Regions from separate parts of the Danio rerio genome. Here region 2 is linked to region 1. Evidence: chromatin contacts called from public Micro-C data. All regions are on one chromosome and are shown on one strand. Each heading gives the region's core, a stretch centred on a gene start, on an enhancer-like site or on the middle of the called end of the contact. The rest is flanking DNA. Distances are from core to core; before and after follow the strand shown.

Evidence for each region. A called contact is a pair of places that touch in the nucleus more often than the background predicts.
Region 2: a Micro-C map of caudal fin shows a contact between it and region 1, with 7 times the contacts expected there. The contact joins two enhancer-like sites. A contact is called at or near these places in 3 of 18 Hi-C or Micro-C datasets (caudal fin, hematopoietic stem cells and an unstated tissue) and 1 of 4 datasets of contacts at active chromatin or transcription factors (embryo).

Annotation. Positions count from the first base shown.
Region 1 is chr21:33,070,823-33,074,944 of GRCz12tu, reverse strand. afap1l1b (actin filament associated protein 1-like 1b) reads left to right here. Exons shown (of 19, transcript NM_001077287.2): 13 at 491-636; 14 at 1,329-1,383; 15 at 1,986-2,079; 16 at 2,174-2,341. Among named protein-coding and RNA genes, the nearest start is that of grpel2, 9.6 kb to the right of the region's middle. Within about 2 kb of position 2,179, at least 8 of the 62 cell types and tissues checked have an H3K27ac peak or open chromatin away from gene starts, as enhancers often do. A contact at or near this core is called in caudal fin, where this site is marked.
Region 2 is chr21:33,191,443-33,195,876 of GRCz12tu, reverse strand. slc7a3a (solute carrier family 7 member 3a) reads right to left here. Exons shown (of 12, transcript NM_001007329.2): 12 at 379-2,916. The coding sequence ends at 2,771. Among named protein-coding and RNA genes, the nearest start is that of rab39ba, 9.5 kb to the left of the region's middle. Within about 2 kb of position 2,391, at least 13 of the 62 cell types and tissues checked have an H3K27ac peak or open chromatin away from gene starts, as enhancers often do. A contact at or near this core is called in caudal fin, where this site is marked.

The DNA of each region.
Region 1 (4,122 bases), core at 930-3,429:
GTGAGGCGACAGAGCTAATCACTGAGCCACTGTGTCACCTCGCTAAATACATGTTAATTCATGCAATTCATGCAATTCACCTCTTCTAACTTTACAATCGCAGAAATAAAGGTACAGGAGCTGTCACAGGGGCAGTGCCTTTGTAAAAGATACATATTGGTAACCACATAGTCCACAGTGGTACCTAAAAGGTGCATATTAGTACCCAAATGTCCCTAAAAAGTATATTTGAGGTACCATTATGGACCCTTTAGGTACAAATATGTACCGTTTAAAAATGTACTGGCCCATTTGACAGCTCCCATTGACTACCTTTACTTCTAAGAGAATCAAGAAGTTTGTAGCATGAATTAGCAGTGAATTATTATGAATTGTTAAAATCGTAGTACTTCATGTTAGAAACGTGCTAATTCTTGCTAACAGAAGGCTAATTGATGTTAAAAAAGTTTGTCAAGACACTTTGCTCATCTGGTTTTGTAATTAACCTCAGGCGAGCTGTTCTGTGGAGATGGGTCGCTGGCTAGGTGTTTTGTTGGCTGAAGCAGGAAGCGCCACCGTCCCCGAGGAGCTGCATTATGACTATGTGGATGTGGACACCATCAGTAGCATACAGAATGCAGCAAGAAACTCTTTTCTGTGAGTATAGCTGAGAATACAAGCTGTTTAGGGGCTGCATCCTTTGTAGGATGCACCGTTTGAAGGCATGATCATAGACGTCCATGACGGCTGAAACAAATAATTAGGATTTATTGTGTTGTCTTAAGTAGTGTAGTCGCTGTCTTTGATGAGTGGCATTATTGCTTGTACTGTATTTTGTTAGTGATATTAAACTGCTTTGCCTTCTACACTACCTGAAAAAAGTCTTGTCGCCGATCCCAGTTGTACTGCACCATGGCTTTAAATTCTATACTGCACATTATTTCTGTTAAGTGGCAAGATTTTTGTCTAAGCAAAGTCAGACCTTACTGTCCTTAAAAATCAAGGCTTGATCATATTTTATTTTGGTAAAAATAAGCGTAATCTAGAGGCCTTTGCCTTTCATATCAGCCACTTCTGATACCAAATGATCAAGTTATTATTTGTTGTTCCTAAAACTTGAATAGGTGACAAGACTTTATCAGGTAAATTAAGTAAATCTGAATGATTCAGGGGGTTCACAGTGATCATCTCCCCATTCATTTAAAAAAATATATTTTTTGTGTAGTTTAAGTCATCTGGGTTAAACGTCTCAGAGAGAGTGCTTCATTGAGCGTGTTTCTTTTGGAATGTGGACAGAAATGTGTGTTTTTGAATAATATTTTTCATGCAAAGTTTTTTTTATGCTATAGATGGGCAACTTCAGACCCACGGATGTACGATGAAGTTCCCTATGAAAGTATCCTGGTAAGAAGTTTAGCTCACAATGTAGCACACCTGAAATAAAAAGAAAATGTCTATAATGTGACATTTATGTTAAATCGATCTTTTATTATTGAATTAAATCTTTAATGTAATAATATTGCACATTATTGCAGTTTTAAATGAATTTTTGATTGTATAAATGAGAACAGGAGAAACATTTGAATAAATCTTAGTGTTTACAGGTGTGTACATTCTTACATTCAAAAGCATAATGAAAACTGATTTGATTTGGTTTCTGAGATGTTTTGTTATTAAAAAGTAAGTTTCAGTTTTTCACCACAGAGTTTTAGTTCGCTTTTCCATTGCCGTGAAATCCAGCAACAACCACTTCTGTCGGTGTTGTGTGATAATGTTCTGCAACAGCCTTTTGTTATGTCTAGTCAGCAACAAATCTTCAGACAATGCAAATATGTTTCTTTATAAAAGGAACTTCTTCTAAAAAAAGCCTTAAATAAACACACGGTGTAATGCTTAAGTACATCCTAACTTACTGAAAGGCAGGAAGTTTAGATGTTTACAGAAGGTTCTTCCAAGTTTTGTTTCTACACAAACTATAATTACGTCTCATTTTCCAGCAGGCGGAGGAGAATGAGTCAAAACTGAAGCGTTATTCCTCCATGTCCAGTGTGGATACAGCCAAGGGTGACACTCAGATCACAGTGAAGCGACACGGCTCCTGTACGTTTGCATTTCGAGTATCATATAGGCTATAGTGTTCTTTAACTTTAATACTTATGAAATGTAAATTTTGACTGACTTTGTCCTATTTTAGCTGTGAATCACTATGGTAAATATGGAAAAACGAGGGCGGAAGAAGACGCACGACGGTTTCTAAATGAGAAAGAGCAGCTGGAGAAAGAGAAAGAAGAAATCAAGGAGAGCCTGGTGTCACTGCGCTCCGAACGGAGTGAAGTGAGAAAAGGGATCAAAAATGCAACAGGTGAACGACTCAAAGAATGAAAGAGAATCGACATGTTTGTGTCAGTCAAAAACATGGAGAATGGCGCCATCTGCTGTCAAATATCACCTTTTCAGTCATGAAAGCAGTTCATTTACGTTTGTTACAGATATCTATCTTTCTTCAGGGTGTAAAAAATACTCAGAGGCTGTCACAGTCAGCTCTCTTGTTCAGTAGTAAGGGCAGTTATCAGGGAGTAGGCCGTGTTAGGGGCTGTCGTAATACTAAAATACTTTCAGTGCACTTAAAACCTTCACAATGCACTGAAATTCAGGGAGCATCGATGCTTGCTCTTACATTTCTGAGGAGTGAATCATGTGAACCAACTCACATGTCAAGAAAATTTTTTTTCTAAAGACACTTTTCTTTTTTATATATACTTTTACTATATTGTAAGCTTTATTGTTCCCTCTTGGCGCGATTAGTTCTGCAGCGTAATAGATTGTCAACATATGTAACATATCACACACTTAAAGGGCCATGAAACCCCCTCGTTTCAGCAGGGTGTTTTCACACCTCCACTTTGGAAAAAGTCAGAAAAGTGGGGGTGTCCAGCTCTGTTTAGGGGGGAGTGTCGGAGGAACTAAAGTGGGAGGGTGTGGGAGTGTCTATTTGGGCACGCGCGAGTTTCAGTCAAAATACACACACAGGAGAAAGAGATGATGTTTAACCTACATGGACATCTGTAGTGGAATTATTTGCCAAATTATTAACTGGTGGACTTTAACTGCAGTTTGGCTCTTTCATTCAGGGAATTCATTCATGTCCCTCGCGACAAACACGATATTTGATTCGAGGATCTGCTCTAAGCGTGTATTTTTCATGCAATGTTTGATACCGCACGGCGAATGACAGAAAAAAAACTCCGCATTTCCCGGAAACTTAGACGCACACGGCAGGTAACGTCAGAAAGCCGCGTGTGTTATTCCGGTCACAAAATGCGGTGCTAACATGTTTGCCCTCAGTGCAATAGTTAACTTAATTCGATACGAACAAACTGAATAAACAAAGAGCGCTGGTCGCTCACTTACCAAATCTGTAGAGACAGAACAATCACCAGCAACTAGAGCCGCGTCTGAAGAGAAGACTACATCCGGAATCCGGATCTCAGCGTTTGCAGATGAGAACAGCTCTCAGGTAAACAATAATCCCCCTTAGACACGTAAGTTATTGTTGTCGCGCGTCGCGTACACTGTTAATCCACACGTGAGTCTGAGCTCTCACAGAGAGAAAATGAAAACGAAACTTAACTGCAGCAAAATTTAAAAGCAACACTTCACGCTTGTTTTGCCAACACAACGTGGCGTCTCTGTGGTGTAAAGACGGTGACACTAATGAATATTAATGAAGTTGCACAATAGAGCGCGCTGATTGGTTTGAACCAAGGCTTACTCATGCATTAATGCATCACACTGTAAGACGTAATAAGGCACACTCTGGCACAGACGCCCAGTCTGCACGCTGGAATACAACGCTATTATGTCATGACCGTGACGCAGCTTCAAAAATTCGTTTCAAACAGGAAGTACGAATTTGCTTGAAATAACGCAAAAACAACCAATTTACACCTTTTAGTGAAATATAGGTGTCCTAATAGTGTTTTTAGCAGTGTGGGACACATATACGACTGTCAATAGCTCAAAAAATGTGTTTTGGTGTTTCGTGACAACATTTAATAGTACTAAAAACAGCAACCACCTCTTCAAATTAAAATTCACATGTAAATCTGCTGCTTGCCAAAGGTACCCAATACCGAGATCCTG
Region 2 (4,434 bases), core at 1,142-3,641, 120 kb before region 1:
TAATCTTTTCCGAACATTTACATTAATATGGAAGCACATATGAGTTTCCTGCCTTTTTCTTCTTTAAAGTCAGTCATGATATCTCTACAGAACTGATGTCCCCTTTTCCTGTTTTGGTTCTTCTTAATAAACTTCACTTTCAAAACTGTTACCCGTCACTCGACATTATAGTAGCTGCTGAAATGTACTTTTTTTTTTACTTACAGACTAATACCATGTCATTTAGCCGACTGAAATGACTATTAACTGCGTATTTATTCATCTTGTGTGAGAGATGAGATGAACTATCAATAAAATGTGTGACACAAAAGATTTTGTATCTAAAAATGATTTCCCTCGCATATATTTTTGCTGAAAATCCACGGCACAAATCCACAGTTGTTTTGCGAAACATTTTATTTTAAAAAAGAAAAACAGAAATGTTTATAATACAGGTCATTTTCTTTGTACATGGCATGACTATTTACAGTTTTAAAAAACCCAAGGACAAACAATATATATATATTCATATGCTGATAAACAGACACATGTAACACTACAAGTGTATCTCAAAGGCATATAACAGGACTTGGTATTTATTTTGATACCTACCAACCAACTTTGAGGTACATTTGAAACATCAGGCACTGATCTACAGGAGACACAAGCCTCCATATTGAATCAAAAGTTTGTAATGCCTGGAATCAGACAGTGTTTGGACATGTTTACATGCTAAACTTTACATGTCTGGTACATGTAAACAACAACTCAGTTGATTGCGAAACAGATAGTAAAGCTATACAAAAATAGGCTTCTAATCATGTTAATTCATTAAAGAGAGCAATGGGTTTCAAAACAACAGTGGTTTTAAATTAAACAATAGTGTTTAAAAAGTGATTTTAAACCTCCATCTTGTCTTAAAGACAAGCCTTCATTTCTATCTGATTATCTGAACACACTAACAAAAATAAACAACACAACCCACCAAAACTGGCTGAAACAGAGCTGAAACTCAGCTCCTCAAAGGGTTAAATAGTCATACTATATAAACAAATCAAAAAGATATGATGTGTGAACAAGATAAGTGACAATAGTAATACACTACATTACAATATTGAACAAAAGTAGAGAACGGTACATGAGCTCAACAGCCAAGCTGCCAAGAACAAGTTTCAATGAAAAACAACAACAATAATAATACAAATAAAAGCAATAGAGACACTTATTTCTCAAGTATCTACACCTTCAGATATGAAAGAAAGGCCATTCGAAGCCTGTTTCATTAGATCTTCATTCCTTAGGCAAGTTTAGGTTTAACCCTTGACCTGTGAGTTGGTTATTATTGCAGACTAGCCTTGCTAACAAAGCTAGAGCGGTAACTACAGTTTCTGCTCAGCTAATACTGTTCAAAGTCCTTCTAACCATATAGCTTTTCAGAATCTTTCAAGTCAGCAGTAGTTTTTATCGGCAATTAAACAGTTAACCGTTAATATGTGTCTGCTTTCTTTACAAAAACAGTGAATTATTATAATTTAGGGCATATTTGAAATTCCAAAAGTCAAAGTATACCTTAGATGTAATGTGAATGAATGATGGTCTGTGTATAAGTATATTCTAGTAAGTTTCATCACTATTTGGGCTTCTGTAATTATGACATGGTGTGATTGCACACTTAACTGAAGTATACACATCTGCGTAAACAAATTCAGCCAATTTTTCAGCAGCCGTTACTTCAGTGTTGATATTTCAGAAGTCAGAGTATGCTGATTTACAGCTCATCTTGTTTTCAGTGTTGAAATCAGTTGTGTTGCTTAATACTTTTGCGAAAAAAATATATATATAACGTCTTCCACAATTGAATGTTTTCTGGAAGAAAACATATTTGGTCAAAACACAACCACTTTTGAACGGTAATGCAAGTAGTTTCAGCAGAAACTATAGTTACATAGCAACTTTTTTAAGCAGCGTCTGGAAATATGATAGCTGTTATACAGTTTTCTGAAGTATAATCAAGTCTAAGGAACTTGTGTGAATGGGTAAACTATAAATATTCATATAAAACAGGTTTTTCCCAAAAAAATATTTTAGTTTTTTCTGTAAAATGGAACATTTTCTGGCTTGACCTCTTATGAGCCATTCAAAAACTCTCATACACGCTTAAAAATACATCATTTTAATGGCTGATCCCAACATACAGCACACAGCTGTCATATTTAGGAAAATGGAAACGATTATGTTATTTTCCACGCACTCTTTGGACGACTCTCATACACATGGGACCTCAGCCATGCTAAAATATTTAAAAAAGCTTTGTCAGTTTTAATTCTTCAATTCCTCCGCCTAACTGTAACCAATGACCTCAAATACTGCCTGAAGGCATTGCCGTTTTCACATTCTGAACACTAGGGGCCTCTGTTGTACTTCACAACCTTGAAAAACCACAAGGTTGACAATAAACAGTTTGGACTCGGGAGGCTTTTCGCGCACGAATAAAAAAATGTGCTTGGACCTCGATGATGAAAACATAATACCCTGTACACAGTCAGCTCATTGTCTGCCAGACAATATGGCTGTTACAGTACTTATGAATTACAGCAGCAGCCGAACGGACATTAAACCAACATCTACAGCACTGAGGGGCCAAGGCTGCACTTCTAACGGGAAACACTTAACGCTTCTGCTAAAAGCAACCTGAATTAAGAGGTTCGGGGCAGTCTCTACAATAAAATTAAATCTGTAGACTTGAACGGAAACATGCCTGTCGGGGTTTTCTTTCATTCCTTTTTCTTCATCAAGGAGAAATGCCCTCAATTTCACTCTCCTCACCGCCTAAATAGATGGGGCTTTTGTTCTGAAGGGCCGGCTCGTATTTTCGGACCGAGCTATTCATGGCTTCAGTGCTGTGCCAAATGCCGTAGCCGAAGTAGATGGCAAAACCTGGAAATAGAGAACAGGAATGGGAGGGTTGAAATTAAGGAAACAAACAAACAAACAAACAAACAGGAGGCTTTTGCAGTCGAGAAATTGGTTCACTTCCAGTATGAATATCTCCTGATTACTCTTCATTCGGCTGAAGATTACATTTATTTTTACATTTATTTAGATTTACAATTTTATCCGAAGCGGCTTACAAGTATAAAAGTACTCCAGAGTGTAGCAGTATATTAATGCCATGACAAGTCTAAGTTAGGTAGCATACTGAGCGGAAAAGTGTGTCCTAAAGCTGGTTTGTCACGCCCACTCACCAGTGTAGAGCACACTCATAATGGGGTATATGCACAGCTAGTGTTTTCAGCCAATTATAAACTCCCGGTGAAAGCTTAAATGTGACTATTTTCAATTTTACAAGGTTGTTTTTACAGCATTGATGTTGTAATGTAATCACAATACAGTCAGTTAAATAGACTTAGGGTGCTTTCACACCTACACTTTTGTTTTAGAACGTGTCTCGATTGCCCAGTTAGCGCGGTTCGCTGGCATATGTGAACAGGGCAATCGTGCTCTGTTCCGCGCCAAAGTAATCGCTCCGAGACCGCCTGAGTGAGGTGGTCTCGGCTCGATTGAAACAAACCCTGGATCGGTTCGATTGCAGTGAGAAAGCGATCCGAGCATGGTTATATCACAGTGTTTTATGGATATGTAATAGGCATACGGCTATATGAAGAGAATTATGATTAGGGCGGGAAGTTTCGCGAGTCTCCGGATGCCCGCAAACAAGTGATGGTAATCTTGCGTCTCCCTCCCGGTCCTCAAATATGCATCATCGCGCACCCTTCTCACCCCTCCCCACCGCATCTCTCCTCAGACATGTCGCACGCTCGCGCACCTTGTCAATCACCAAACCACCACCTCTCCTGACAGCTGAGTGGGACGCTCCAAAATAAACCCTGACACTCTGACCAATGTGAGGAGAGTTAACTCACACCTGACTTGTTTTAGCTCTTTTGGTCCGATTAGAAACTTTGCAGTGTGAAAGCGAACCGCTCCAAGACCAAAGTGCTACAATGTAACATTTGTAATCTCTGTTTCGAAACAACTGAATCGATTCACAGGTGCGAAAGCACCCTTAAGCATTCATTTAGTTGTTCAAGTGTAAAATGAGATTAAAGACTGTGTAACTGCTAGCACCATCAAGATCAACTGGCAGGCGCAGAAACTCCATTGAAAATGCTGGGGTAAAACAAAATGAGTGGCGCTTCACTGTAAGCCATTAGCGTTCAGCTGTGCGTCTAGCTTCACCTTTTGTTATGCTAGGTACCCTTTTAAAGGATCCCAAAAAGTGGTACGGTACTCTTTGCTTTTAGGCACCTTTTGATGCACTGAACCAAGCTAAACTGAACTTAAACTCTGAAAAACTGAACTGACACTGTCTCTATTTACTATAATATTCTATGCGAAGCTGCTTTGACACAATCTACATTGTAAAAGCGCTATAGAAATAAAGATGAATTGAAT